Regions from separate parts of the Mus musculus genome. Here regions 1, 2, 3 and 5 are each linked to region 4. Evidence: chromatin contacts called from public HiChIP or PLAC-seq and promoter capture Hi-C data. All regions are on one chromosome and are shown on one strand. The core of a region is the stretch at or near the end of the contact, and the rest is flanking DNA. Distances in the headings are between cores, read along the strand shown. Region 1 holds the start of Ktn1 (kinectin 1). Region 2 has its middle 3.3 kb from the start of Gm41148. Region 3 overlaps Ktn1 (kinectin 1). Region 4 holds the start of Peli2 (pellino 2). Region 5 has its middle 19 kb from the start of 4930538L07Rik.

What was found. Promoter capture Hi-C pulls out the DNA fragments that hold promoters and counts their contacts. HiChIP or PLAC-seq counts read pairs in DNA pulled down with a chosen protein or histone mark.
Region 1: a contact with region 4 is called in a promoter capture Hi-C map of liver, with 4 times the contacts expected there. The contact joins the promoter of Ktn1 here to the promoter of Peli2 in region 4. A contact is called at or near these places in 8 of 39 promoter capture datasets (the 3T3-L1 cell line, cranial neural crest, embryonic stem cells and 4 more), 3 of 484 Hi-C or Micro-C datasets (all in embryonic stem cells), 9 of 115 datasets of contacts at active chromatin or transcription factors (astrocytes, bone marrow-derived macrophages, embryonic limb bud and 6 more) and 1 of 9 other capture datasets (adipose tissue).
Region 2: a contact with region 4 is called in a FOXA1 HiChIP or PLAC-seq map of pancreatic cancer cells. The contact joins the enhancer-like site here to the promoter of Peli2 in region 4. A contact is called at or near these places in 12 of 39 promoter capture datasets (the 3T3-L1 cell line, 3T3-L1-derived adipocytes, the C10 cell line and 6 more), 3 of 484 Hi-C or Micro-C datasets (all in uterus) and 16 of 115 datasets of contacts at active chromatin or transcription factors (astrocytes, bone marrow-derived macrophages, cardiomyocytes and 11 more).
Region 3: a contact with region 4 is called in an H3K4me3 HiChIP or PLAC-seq map of embryonic stem cells, with 5 times the contacts expected there. The contact joins the enhancer-like site here to the promoter of Peli2 in region 4. A contact is called at or near these places in 13 of 39 promoter capture datasets (the 3T3-L1 cell line, 3T3-L1-derived adipocytes, cranial neural crest and 7 more), 11 of 115 datasets of contacts at active chromatin or transcription factors (the NIH/3T3 cell line, acute myeloid leukemia, bone marrow-derived macrophages and 7 more) and 1 of 9 other capture datasets (pancreatic islet).
Region 5: a contact with region 4 is called in an H3K27ac HiChIP or PLAC-seq map of the NIH/3T3 cell line, with 5 times the contacts expected there. The contact joins the enhancer-like site here to the promoter of Peli2 in region 4. A contact is called at or near these places in 10 of 39 promoter capture datasets (3T3-L1-derived adipocytes, the HPC-7 cell line, HPC-7-derived erythroid cells and 7 more), 1 of 15 datasets of contacts at CTCF or cohesin (the NIH/3T3 cell line), 1 of 484 Hi-C or Micro-C datasets (the AML12 cell line) and 11 of 115 datasets of contacts at active chromatin or transcription factors (the NIH/3T3 cell line, craniofacial prominence, embryonic basal ganglia and 7 more).

Annotation. Positions count from the first base shown.
Region 1 is chr14:47,648,039-47,650,738 of GRCm38.p6, reverse strand. It overlaps Ktn1 (kinectin 1), which reads right to left and starts at 1,428. Exons shown (of 39, transcript NM_001347527.1): 1 at 1,300-1,428.
Region 2 is chr14:47,807,366-47,810,065 of GRCm38.p6, reverse strand. No RefSeq gene overlaps it. Among named protein-coding and RNA genes, the nearest start is that of Gm41148, 3.3 kb to the right of the region's middle. Within about 2 kb of position 1,320, at least 29 of the 459 cell types and tissues checked have an H3K27ac peak or open chromatin away from gene starts, as enhancers often do. A contact at or near this core is called in pancreatic cancer cells, where this site is marked.
Region 3 is chr14:47,708,346-47,711,045 of GRCm38.p6, reverse strand. Ktn1 (kinectin 1) reads right to left here. Exons shown (of 39, transcript NM_001347527.1): 27 at 2,154-2,244; 28 at 145-204. Among named protein-coding and RNA genes, the nearest start is that of 4930538L07Rik, 48 kb to the left of the region's middle. Within about 2 kb of position 1,250, at least 5 of the 459 cell types and tissues checked have an H3K27ac peak or open chromatin away from gene starts, as enhancers often do. A contact at or near this core is called in embryonic stem cells, pancreatic islet and stem cell-derived epiblast-like cells, where this site is marked.
Region 4 is chr14:48,119,458-48,122,157 of GRCm38.p6, reverse strand. Peli2 (pellino 2) reads right to left here and starts at 1,289. Exons shown (of 6, transcript NM_033602.2): 1 at 925-1,289. The coding sequence starts at 1,001.
Region 5 is chr14:47,775,178-47,777,877 of GRCm38.p6, reverse strand. No RefSeq gene overlaps it. Among named protein-coding and RNA genes, the nearest start is that of 4930538L07Rik, 19 kb to the right of the region's middle. Within about 2 kb of position 1,432, at least 30 of the 459 cell types and tissues checked have an H3K27ac peak or open chromatin away from gene starts, as enhancers often do. A contact at or near this core is called in the NIH/3T3 cell line, where this site is marked.

The DNA of each region.
Region 1 (2,700 bases), core at 179-2,678, 470 kb after region 4:
TCTCTAATGCACCTGATAATTAAGACATGTATGTCTACTGAGGGCTACAAAATTCAGAGACGTTTCTAACTCAGGGTTGGCATGGGGAAAGAACCTACATAATTAAGCCTAGCTATTTCGTGTAAGGTCTCTAAAAGAAAGGTGGAATGGGAAAGAGGCTTATTTACCAAGCAACACATCAGATATGAAAGGCTACCGCGGCACATACAGAACACAGGTCAGCCGGAATGCCCCAGGGCAGCATGGACAGATTATCTCAGGTCTCATCACCAAATGCTTTTACCCACACCAGAGCCACTGCTGCCAGTGCTTGCGGGTGAGGGGAGAAAACAAGTGCAACCTAATTCAGGCAAAAAAAAAAAAAAAAAGTTAAATCACCCCTAAGTCACCTGCTACACAACTCAATGTCTAGTTCACCTTTGGGGAGCTCCTCTTTACCTGGGTGTGGAGCTGTCAATTTCTCAGAACACTCCAAAACTTTGAACTATTCTATTCGGCCCGCAGCTTCTGAAGCTATGCTAATCCACATAGCTGCTAAGGAATCCACTTCTAGCAGTGGCCCTGCTGTTAGAATCCGGGTTTCCGCCTCCTCCCAGAAGGACCCGAAGACACTAAACAGCGCACTTTTTGACCTAAACCGAGAGGCAGCCGGACAAAGAAGAGAACGCTGCTTCCCAAGCCCCGGTCTCGGATGGCCGAACTCTGCTCCCTTACGCCAAAAGCGGCCAGATCCGGGACACCCCAAATTCTATTGTTGGACACCAAGGCGGACACACCCCTGGGAGAGAGGGAGAACTTCGCAGGATTTCCCCTAACTCCCAGGACCGGGTGGTGGGAGGGGCGGCGCTCCGGGACAAGCGAGGGGAGAGCCGCTCCAGCATGGCGCACGCGTGGCCCAGCCCGAGCCCAGGGCGCCCGAGGCGAGGCGAGGCGCTCCCTCTGGTCACCCTCATCAGAGCCTTAATCCGCCAGCCCGCCCTGGGGCCTGCGAGCCCAGCTAAAAATAGGCTCCTCGGTCACCCCGCGGCCCTGGCGGATCGACCTCGCCCTCAGAGGAGATGGCCGGGGAGCTCCGGCCACTCGCGGACCTGGGATCGGACCTTGCAGCCACGGGGAGATCGCCGAGCCAGAACCCTGGAGCCCGAACCCGCAGGCGGATCCTCGGAGCGGGCCGGCGGCGGCGCGGCCTGGGCGGACGCTGCACACTGCGACCTCCGTGCGAGGCCTACCCCGCGAGCGCAGCCCCCCGCCCTGCGCCCCGCGCCCGCGCGCCCTGGAGTCCCCGGCCCTGCTCCTCACCCTGCGCAGCCGGGTACCAGGCCGGGACGATGCAGCGGCGCGAGCTCTACCTCCTGGTCAGCGCGCTCCCAGGCCCCGCCGCAGTAGCTCAGGTGCCGTCGCGCCGCCCCGCAGGAAACGGGCGGCTTCGGGGCGGGGCGGCTCCGCACGTCCGGGCGTCGCGGCCAGAGGGGCCCGGAGACCGGCCCCTTAAAGGGACAGGTCCGCGCAGCCGGCGGCCTCCAGATGCCCCGCGCTGGGCTGCAGAGACGTCACCCTCCGCCTGGAAGTCCCTGCGGAATCCCTTCATCCATTCAACCCTACTCTGCCTCCCCCAGTCGGCCTTGGTCTCACGTGACCCTCGCACAAAAGTACCACTTGGCCCCCGACACGGGTTGATTCCTTTTAACCGTACTCCAAGTTGCTAGACATACACACACACACACACACACACACACACACACACACACACACACACACACACACACACGGCTGGGATTTCTCCTCCGAAATCCGCAAAACGAGGAATTTATAGAGCCGACCTAAATAAGTTGTGTGCAAATATTGTAAGGCTGCAATGCTTGCTGGCTGCTGGCCATTCCTTAAGCAAGGTTAAATAACTAGAAACTGCAGCGCTAAGAGGGGTTGACCAGAATCTCTGCGTCTCTCTGCTCTTTGCTGCGAGGATGGAAGCTTTTTCTCCGGTGTTGCTTTTTAGTGTTTTATTATTATTATTATTATTATTATTATTATTATTATTATCTCAGACAACGCCAGTCACTGCCCTGAACATATCTACAACATACTCTAAACTCTCCTCAAAAGTTACCAAATGATTGGCACGCTTCTAGAGTGTGGGGTAGAGAAATAGAATCAGACTCACCATTACCATTACCCAGGAGCAATCCTTAATGATTGGAGCATCAGATAAGTCTCAACATTAACAACAGAGAATGTCCTCATCATAGGCTAGTTACAAGAATGCTGCGCATCTGTCTGCGTTCGAATGATTTCCGCCCAAGCTTTCAGAGCTCTTCAAAGCAGAAATGAAAGCTGAAGCGTTTGTAGCAACAGCCTGATGAGGTATTGAGAATTCCACCAGTGTCCAATCACCACTTCTCAAGGAGCTTGCTCTTTTCCTTTCTCATGAGTATTATTCAGCACTCACCAGCTCCAAGGCCAGCAAAACACTGTTTCTGAGCTGCTGTCTCTTGAACCTGTAAGTGCCAGAAGATTTGGCTTTGTTGGGAAGTGAGGCCATTAGTAGCTTAATACAAAGTGTAACTGTATCATTTCTGTAATGGAATGTAAAGGTTCTTGAATAGCTTACAAACAACTCTGTAATTGCGCCCCCTCCACCCACAAAAAAGTTTCCAGTTAGATTTTTTTTTCTGACATTAGGAAAAGGACACCATCATTTGC
Region 2 (2,700 bases), core at 71-2,570, 310 kb after region 4:
ACTTCTACTTTCTGCCAAGCCCATTGGGCTACCCCGTTTAGATCGACTGGCCTTGCACAACACACGAAGACACAGTGCCTATCTATGCTGTATTGAGCATCTTCTCCCTGAAGCTTTGGCGAAGTTCTTGCCATTCCATGTGAGAAGAGTCAGACCTTGGAAATTTAAGCAGAAACTACTATGTGGCCAGCGTTGATGTCTTCAGTTGCTAATAATCTGATTTTCCTGCCCTATAAATATTCACTGGGTCACAGGTCTGCAGAGTGAGGAGCAAGCCCCGCAGTGGGAGTCCTGGCAGGCTATGAGCAAAGCACGGGCGGGCGCTCTACAGGAGCCTTCAGAAGGGAATCCCTAGCGCCAGGTCAAGAGAAACTTCTTTGGCTTGACTCTACCAAACGGGAACGAACAAGTAAACAAAAATCAAAAAGACAGAACAAAAACAACAGAACAACAACAATGTCTCATTTCCCAATTGGTTCTACTCTCAAATGAAAACAAATATCTGGAAACATTGTCTCATTGCTGAGGGGCCCTGAATCGGCCCATTTTCCCAAAAAGGTTTTCAAGGACTGCCTTCTAAGTTCAAAGCAGCCTCAGAGCAGGAGCGGGGAAGCCGTCCAGTGATGTGATCTTCCCCCTGAAGCCTGTGCCCACTGACTCGGCCCAATGCTGCATAGAGACTAGGGAGTGTGACTAGACTAGACACGGTTCTGAAACGCTGCTTGGTTCCGACCTTGCTTGCTAGTGATAGAAATACAGACAACTTGTTCAGCAAGTGACTTCCAGGTGGTAAGAGTGATGAAGGACACACACTAGCATAGTGTGGTTTAGAGTAACGTGGTGATCCAGAAAGGTCTCCGAGGGAAGGTGCATTAAGCAGAAATGTGAATGACCAGAAAGAGCCAATCACACAGATATCTGGGGGGAACGCTACATTCCAGGCAGAGCCTATCAACCATGGTCCTAGGACAGGAAAGAAAGCCAGCATCAGGGTGGTAGAGCACGTGAAGGGAGATGAGAATAGAAGACCAAGCAGTGGACAGTCAGTTGGGCACAGAAAGGAATTTGGTATTCAGTTTCTCTGGCTCTCTGTTCTTCGAACAGATGTATATGTGGGCGTGGTCAGAATGTGTTCATTAATAAAAACATAATAGCAGTGTGATAGGCCATTGTCACCAGGTAATGGCTTCCATCGGAGATAGAAATGCACTTATTTGTCCACACCAAAACAATTGATCTTCCTGGCAGCATTCAAGAGCACTGGTATGGCTTGCTTGCACCGGGCCCCATGATTAATGCAGATTTAATCAGCTTATCTGATGGCTATTAGGGCAGAGCTGAGACAGCATCTCAGAGGACCACAACGCACCGACTAGTGTGCACAGTAGAACAATTGTTTGGCTGAGGCAAACAAGGAGCACAGCAGTCCATCCCACAGGCATTACAGTGTTATGAGTAAGCAGCCTTCTCATTGGCTCAAGTCACAGAGACTGCCGATTAATTTTGCCAGTGGATAAAGTTTATCTACATTGATTGGAGTCAATCAGTTGGCCTGGAACACATGTCGTGTGGCAAACACCACGTTGCTTGGGAATACCTCTGACCTGACCTGACATGTGACAGGCAGAGGCTAAAGTGAGCCCATCCCCAGCAGGACTCTGTCAGAAGAGAAAAAAGAAAAGAAAGTTAAATTAATGTCGAATTAATGCAGAGCAGTGGAAGATAAGCCGAACACAGCAGCTGCTGTCTGCCGGCCCCAGAACATTGCCATTCATCCCTGAAAATTGTGTCCCATCCATTATGACAAGGGAGCTTGTGGAAACACCCACTGTGTGTAAGGGCAGGCAGTCTCAACTCCAGGGCTCTAGCCACCTTCCATCTGGAGAAATTATATTCTGTATGTTAAGAACTCATTCTGCCCTGGGCCCTCTGAAATTTGACCAGATGAGGTCACCCATGGTAGTATGTTAAAAAGCTTTACCACACATACTCACACAAACTACCAAAGCTTAGCATGTTTCTCCCATACATGCCATAGATTTAGATCTACCACTAGTTGAAGTGTGAACATGCTAAATAAAAACAGTGCTGAACTGAGAAACACGAATAATTTGTTTCACTATTGGGCACTCATGGTAAAAGTTTACGGATTTCTGTGTCACAGGGGACCTCGTTACGAAAGAAGCAGTGCCTTGATGCACACGCAGAGGGGACTGGCCATGTTTCCTATGCTCTTGGGGGGTGTGGGGAAGAAAGCTATAATGCTGTACGACCGACAAGCAGCTGGAGCTGAAAGAACACTGAAGAGATGGAAATAGTCCATCCAGCTGCTACCTGAAAGACCTAAGTGATTCATAAATATATGTGTGTCCACTCACATATGTACATAGCAGACAGGTATAAACTCATACACACATATTTTAGACATACACATACATATATCATAATATAGTCATATATAGAGACATATACACATACATACACACACATTCAGCACCACACAGCTCCTCGCCTCAACACACCCTTTATTCAGCAGACTCACCTTTCCTGTCCTTTTCTGGGTCTTTCCCCCTTCAGAGCAGAGCCTTAACTACTGACTTTCACCACAAGTTTGCAAACATTGGTTCCATTACCAACACAAGTATGATGGTTTTGCCATGGGTCTTGCCTTGAGGGGGAGAGATGACGGTGCCATGGGAC
Region 3 (2,700 bases), core at 1-2,500, 410 kb after region 4:
TATTTTATCTTATATACTGCATAATAAAATGCTTTAATAAGGAATTTGTTAAATAAATGATCGACTATTTTCCTCTCTGGGGACCTGCAAATGTGCCACGGGACTGTAAATAGCGAGAGGTGGCAGACACGGAGCGGCGCCTACCTGTTGGTGCTTCTGGTGACTGAGCTGGCACTTAAGGAATTTATTTTCCTCTTGTACCTCCTATTTAAACAAAAATGAAACATCAATACCTGGACACAGTTATGATTTTTTTATATAAGCTTTTAAATGTCATACAGTCTAGAAATATTCCAAAATAGTAACCATTTTAAAAGGCTGGATTAAGCCACATTAAAACATAAATGATAGTAATTGTATTTAGTTCCAGTCTTGACAGGGTATGTGTTGGGAGAATGAACTGACATGGCCCCGGTGTCTAGTGCAGGGTGGCATGCATCTAGCAAGAAAGGTTTCATACTGCAGCATTTGCGATGGCTCTTGTGCCTTCTGGTAATATAGACAGGTTCCAAAGACGTGCAGACACACTGAGACATCTGCTGCTCCCATTAGCAAGTGCACACCCTCAGGGGCAGAGCCAAGGCGTACTGACAGGCAGTTTACTAAAACCCCTTTCCTTTCCTAAGGTTAGAATGCTGCTCTCACAACTCTGTGAGGTAAATTACATATGAACTAAATATATGTAAGTAAAAACTGTACTTAAAAAGAAAACAAAGGGCTGGTGAGATGGCTCAGTGGGTAAGAGCACCCGACTGCTCTTCCGAAGGTCAGGAGTTCAAATCCCAGCAACCACATGGTGGCTCACAACCATCCGTAACAAGATCTGACTTCCTCTTCTGGAGTGTCTGAGGACAGCTACAGTGTACTTACATATAATAATAAATAAATCTTAAAAAAAAAAAAAGAAAACAAAAATATAATCACAAAATGAGCATTCTTTCTCCTGAGACTAAGAACAGGACCTCGCTCATATCTGAGGAGATAAACAGACTCAGTTTTCTGAAGCAGGGATGGAATGCAAAGGAAGTCAAACTTAACATAATTACATAAAATGGTAGCATAAATTAGGTTTTTAAAAAGTTGTCCCAGAAGAAAAACTGTAGAACAAAAATAGAATAACAATTAATGTACAAATGACTTAAACATACTAAGAACCTCCCCACCCCCACCTCCCTCAGCCTAAAGCAACAGAACACAAGCCTTCTCACCTTTAGCCAGTGTTGGACAAGAAGGGGAATCAGGACTTTGGCAAGAATGTAAATAACAAAGAACACACACAAGGAGCAATCTGCATGGCCTAACAAAGCTAACTGTAATGTACTTAAGGCAGAGAGGGAATGTGATACAACTGTTCGCCCTAGAGCATGAAGTATGAGCCAGGCTGCTTGAAGGTACTGTATGCAGCTACACATTTGCTGCCCCTTCAGGTCAACGTCGTCCTGTGAGTGTTTGCTAGTAACTACATGAATAAGATCAGAGCTTCACTTTGAACTATTAATAGCTCAGAACACAAAGCAAACTTGTATAAACCATTAACAAAAAATTTTACTTCTAGGAAAGTATAAGACAAATAGTATTCAAAATACATATGTAAAGACAGCCTCTGAGAGTGTATTTTTTAACTGAAGAACAAACCTAAATATACTAGGTAACTTTATCAGCTGGAATTGCTTATATAATGCAATAAAGACCACTAAAAATAGTTGGGCATGGTGACTCACACCTTTAACTCCAACATTCAATCTCAGAAACAGGAGAACCATAAGCTTGAGGTTAGTCTGGGTTCAAGGCCAGGCTGAGCTAATGTAACTAGATGCTGTCAAAAACCTCAAGACCTTAACGACTACTTACTGTAAGTAAAGGACAGAGCACTGTTTGGAGGACACAGGCCTTGGGTTCCTTGAATTTGATCAGCACAAAACAAAGCTTAGAGAGTAGAGAGGCACTTCTATACAAGTCTGAACACTGGAACTTATCGGGGACCTGCTTTCTCAAAGGACAGAAGCAGACCACCTAGCAGGCACCTTTGATAACAATCGCACACCCTACAGTAATGGCTCGTGTTGCACTGTTGCCTTTTATAGGAGTTAAAAGGTTTCTAAAACAACCAAAGACAGTAACTCCTGCAATAAAGAATTTTAGTAGTCACTTACCTTTAATAGCTCTGACATCTTAGAAACATCACTCTCCGTGTCCTTTAATTTAACTTCTATTCTCTTAATTTCATTGTCCTTTTCTTTCAACCTAGGATTTTTACAAAGACCTTACTTTACTAATGTACATGGAAAAGAAAGAAACATACTCCAATATTACTCCTAATAAAAAGGCAGCACAAACAATACCCATCTGTCATTTCTTTTTGTATTCTATCAACTTATAATTTGTTTTAAAAGACAGAATTTCCCGCAGGGTGGTGGGAGCATGCCTTTAAACCCAGGCCAGCCAAGGCTGCATACACAGTGAGACCCTGTCTTTAAAAAGAAAATAACCAGATGGTCAGTGTTCATAACTGCTGAGCCATCTCTCTCCAGCTCCCAAAAGGGCAGCTCTGAAAACAAAATCAATCAGTGCTGATGGGCATCCTGGCCAGACAGACTTTCAGTGAGCAGTGACGTGACTCATAAGCAAGTAACAGCATTCGACACCAAGCCTGACAACCTCAATTCAATCCACAGGCCAACATGGTTGGAGAAAACTGAT
Region 4 (2,700 bases), core at 40-2,539:
TCAAGGTAGTAATCAAAACACGTTTCTCAAAGTTCCCAGAGCCTCTGCTTAGGGGTGAGGAGGGGGGCTTCCTCGCGTGCCTCTAAGCCCACCCATCAACACCCGCGTGGGTCTGAATACAGATCTTTCAACAGAGGACAAAAGCGCGGGTTCCCTGGAGCGGCACATCCAAAGGGAAACCAATCCTTTCCCTGCAGCACTACCCAAGTTGCTCCAGCTCCAAGAGTTTCCTGCACTTTCCACCTCCCCCCACCCACACCCTTTTCATTGCCCACTTTACCCTGCTTTAATCCTGCGAAGCCTCCCTCCTGGTTTATTAAGGGTAAACAATAGAAAATGTCACACGGAAACTCAGGAAGTAGATGAAGTCTCTAATTGCTGCCGTTTTAACGATTGTAGATAATTACTATCTTCAAAATGTGATTTTCACCAGCGGAGTGGGAGCCGAGGAGGGCAGGGTGGCGAGCTCCCCGCCGCTGGCAGGGCATCGGCAAGGCCGGGGCCCGAGGGGTGCAGGAGCCCGAGGGGTAAGGAGATCAAGGGGTGCGGAGACTCGAGAATGGAAACCCGGGAGATCCGGGAACCGTTGTTGAGAGGACCCGGGAAAACCAGGACCCGGTCCAGGCCCTCGGCCGAGCTCACTCCCGGCGCAAAAAGCGGAGGCCAACCAGCGGCCCGGGTCACAGACTGGAACAATGCGTAACCCCCGCGGACTGGGCTCTGGGCTCGGAGACAGGGCTCCGCGTTCGCGGTCGTCGGGAAAGAGAAGTCCCCAGTAGCCACTGGCTCCGGGCTTCACCGAGCGACCCCGCGTGGTGCAGGAGCGCCCTCCGGGCCGCGGCAACGAGCACCCCGGGGACCCGGGCCCTCAGGAGCGCATCCCTCTCCCTCCGCGACGCCCCGCCGCCCGCGTCCCCAACTCACCCCAGGACCACCAGCTCCCCGTATTTCACCGGCTCCTTGTTGGGGGCGCTGGGTTCCTCCTGGCCCGGGGAAAACATGGAGCCGCGCTCGGCCGCCGCCGCTGCCGCCTCCGCCGCGATCCCCGCCGAGTCCGCGCCGCCACTACACTCCCATCCCGAAAACGGGGTGAGCGCGCCGGGGAACGGCACGGCGGCGAACGGGGCGCTGGGCGGCCAGTCCCGCGGCTGCTCCGTCGTGGCTGTGCGCGTCGCCCGCCGGCTTCCCCGGAGCTATCCGTACGTTGGCCGCTACGAGCGGGACCCGGCACGGAAAGCGAGCGGCGACCAGAGCCCCGCGGGAGGAGGAGCGCGCGCCGCCGGGGGGCTGAGCGGGCTGGGCAGGTGGGACGGCCGCGCCGCCGCCCGCGTCTCCGCGCTCCCGCGGCCCCCGCCCGCCCGCCCGCCAGCCCCCGCGGCCCGCGAGCGCCCCGTGTTATGTAAACATAGAGTAAAGGGGAAGGCAAGCCCTTAAAGGGGCAGCTCTGTTTTTCTCCTCTCTTCCTCCGAAAAGTTGGAGCGTGGGGGTCTTCGTCCTCAGCCCGGGGATCCGGACCCCGCTTGCGTGAAAGCCAAGCATACTGCCCACCCCCCACCTCCGAGCTCACCATGCTGAGCGCACTGATCTGGGGGTGTCTGCTTTCAAAGCCAAGCCCTTGAGAGGGGGGCTTAAAAAGAGAAAGAATCTGCCCATGGGGGGGGCGCTAATTGAAGGGCTCCCCACCATTTCATGTATCAAGAGAAAGGAGAAAGAACGTGGGGGGGGGGTGAGAAAAGAGAGAGAGAGATGGAGGGAGGAGAGGGAAAGGGGAAAAAGAAAAGTTAAAAGTTACTTTTAATCCCTTATTCACATCTCTGTCCCTTCTTTCAACCCCCTGGGGAATTTAAAAGGAAATTACCTAGGTGGATTTTTTTTTTTTAAATGAAGACAAATGTTCCTTTATTTCCATGGATTAATCAAGGCACTGTTTGTATTTTATGCTTTCTTATGGTGCTGTGTCTTTAAAATATTGTAGGCTGTGATAGTTTTACTGACTGCTGTTTTTCATCATAGAGGAATTTATTATTCTAGCATTTATTAAGCCCTTGCAACATGCTAGAGACGCTACATATTATTGCCTGTCACTGCCTTTCCAGACTGTTAAATATTTAAAGAAATAAATACTGCAAAAGCTACCCAATGTATAAACATCGAGAGTGTGTGTGTGTGTGTGCCCGCGCGCGCGCGCGCGCGCACACACACACACACACACACACACACACACACACACATACACACACGTTTAGGCTATGACTCTAAGTAAGGAGTTAAAAAAGAAATAATTGCATGAGTAACCTTCCATTCTACTGCTCAGCGCCGTGCATGTATCGCTCTCTGACAGGCTATTACTGTAGTGACATGATGCTTTCTGTAATTTTACTTCAGTTAGTAACTGGCTTTTCTTCTTTTAATTGAGGCTTTGGAGATAAATTACTCCAGAATAACAAAAGCCACACTATTGATGAGCCAAAAATAAACTTTATTAGACGATTACCTTATTTCCGCTAATTACAGAAAGTCTATTCTTAGACTAAAGACAACTAGCTATCCGGCTTATTGTACAAATCCTCTGTACTTTTCTCTGTTATGAAAATGTAAAGGTTTAACCAGCAGCCCTTTTTTAGAGAGTTGAGCTCTTTCTCTTCATATGGTGTTGGTAGATTTCTGTATGACGGAGTGTAGTTTTCCTTACTCCCTAGT
Region 5 (2,700 bases), core at 183-2,682, 340 kb after region 4:
TGTCCTTCTTAAAATCCTCTACCAGCATCAGGAGATATAATTTTAAATCCGAATCTTGCTTTTCCAGTGTGTTGGGGGGTATCCAGGACTTGCTGTGGTAGGAGTACTGGGTTCTGATGATGCCAAGAAACCTTGTTTTCTGTTGCTTATGTTCTTATACTTGCCTCCCACCATCTGGTTATCTCTAGTGCTACCTGCCCTCGCTATATCTGACTGGAGCCTGTCCTTCCTGTGATCCTGTGTCAGAACTCCTGGGAATCAAGCTGCCTCTGGGACCCTGAGATCCTGGTGTGACCAAGCTCCTGGGATCCTGGGATCCTGTGGTCTTGGGTGTGTTAGAGCACCTGGGAGTGGTGCTTCTTCTGGGTGTTGTGCGACTGGCTGCAGGGTTAGTGCCCAAGGTCTGCTTGGGGCACCTCTGATCCTATGATCCTGGAAGTGTTAGAGTGCCTGGAAGTGGAGCTTCCTCTGGGTGTTTTGGGACTGGCTGTGGAGTTCACTCCCAAGGTCTGCTCAGGGCTCCAGCTTAGACTGGAAGAAATCCATGCCACGGGTCGGGTGGAGTTGCTGGGTGCCTGGGTCCCACTGGTCTCCGGTACTGCACTCCTGAGACAACTCTACACCCAGAGGCCCCAGGTGGCGCTAAGAAGAGCAAGTGAGTACAGGAGAGATGGGAGAGGAGGAGAAACAGAAGGATGTGGGCACAGTGAGGAGAGGGGGAACTGGAGACTTGAGGGTAGTGAGGAACAGCCTGATGTGGGTAGCCCGGGATACCACCTAAAGCCATGGTGAGGTCCTGCCCAGTGCTGCCCCCAAGGTTCATATGTGGTCCATAACCCTGCAGCAGCAGGGTTCTGTGATCCAAAAAATGTCAGGCAGATGCCCCTGTTCTGAGCTGCTGCCTGGAGCCATTTGATATTTGAGGGTTGTGCAGAGCTGGCCTCACTCCTTGGAAGAGAAGGAGAGCTGGCCCGTCCCTCACTCAGGAAACAAAGTAGAGCTGATCCTGGTTGCAGGGTGAGCCGGCCAGAGGGCATGAGCACGGGAGGGCTGGCTCCACCACTTGATTCCCTCACCAACTGTGACAGAGGGGAGAGTTGGTCCCAAGGTCATGAGAATGGGAGAGCTGGTTTTGCTTCTTGCCAGTTACAGCATTGGATAAGCCAGGGCAGTCCTGGAGAGCTCACCCTGGAGGTCTGGGTGTCAGAGAGTTGGCATGCTGTCCAGCTCAGTTACCACCCAGGCCCAGATCCGGGGTTTGAATTGGCCCAACATCTACCTCATCTATGAACTGCTGGAGTGCACGAAGGCACTGGTCCTGCAGATCCCAAGCACAGGATCAACAGGCTATCAGGGAGGAGTCCCAGTGAGGATCCAGTATTGATGGTGTGGAAGAAGCCAGAGGCCTGGAACCAGACCAATGACTCACTGCAATGAACATTCGCAAGTAAAGGGGTGTGGACAAATGGTACACTGTATGACACACAGTGATGCATTACAGCTTCCACACTGAGACTTCTTTTTTATCTCTTGGTGGAGAGGTCCCAAGGGTACATGGTGGATATGAGTAGGATTGGGGTGCATGATGTAAAATTCAAAAAAGAACAATTAAAGGGGGTTTGTTTGTTTGTTTGTTTGTTTGTTTAAGAAAAACGACATGGAAAAATAAAAGGAGATGACTAACATCAGCGTCTGGCCTCCACATTCACACTAGCATGTACACACACACCACACACACATATACACACATACTCAAACACACACACTCATGCATACATACATACACACTCACACACATACACACACTCACACATTTACACACACTTACACACACACACACACACACATACACACACTCACACACACCATACATACACTCATACATACAAGCACTCACACACACACACACATATACACACATACTGAAACACACACACTCACACACGCATACATACATACATACAAACTCACACACCCACCACACACTCACACACATACACACACTCACACTTACACACACTTATGCACACACTCACATACACCACACACACACACACATCACACACACATACACACATACTATTCTTGACACTGTCAAAGCCTGAGGTGGGAGCCAGAAATTGAACCTCTAAGTTTTGCATCAGTGGTTCCAAGTGTGGTTGACTGTAGCAGCTCTTTAGTCAAGCACTGTTGAGCATGCAGCCTGCCAAGGCATGGATGTTTCTTGGCCTATGGTAGGGTTTCACGCCTATGAATTCACTTTAAGTTGAAAATATCCTGCCGTTCCATACACCTAGCCTGCTGACTCTCTTAACTTCTGTGTCTCCCTTGTAATGCAGTGCCTGACCCAGAACTGCTCCTCACTGCCTTTTGCCCAGTGCTGTTAGAGACCATGCCACCATCTACCACCAGCCTGAGAGACTATCAGATTGTGTATGGCTTCTGTACCTTTAGAAATTCAAATGCCCCACGTCAAGCTGTCATAAGTTGCAAGTCATCTTGCTGATAAACGATACGTATCCGAATGTGAGTCACACACTAAATATTAGTGCTGTTTATTTTTACATCACAAAAGAAAGAACTCATGGTGTTATCCTTCTCCCTTCTAATAGATCATCTTTAGCCTGCGAAGGACTCTCACTGAACAACAAATTACACTTGCAGGATGTTCCCAGCCTCCCCGCTCTGCACTCAGAAAAA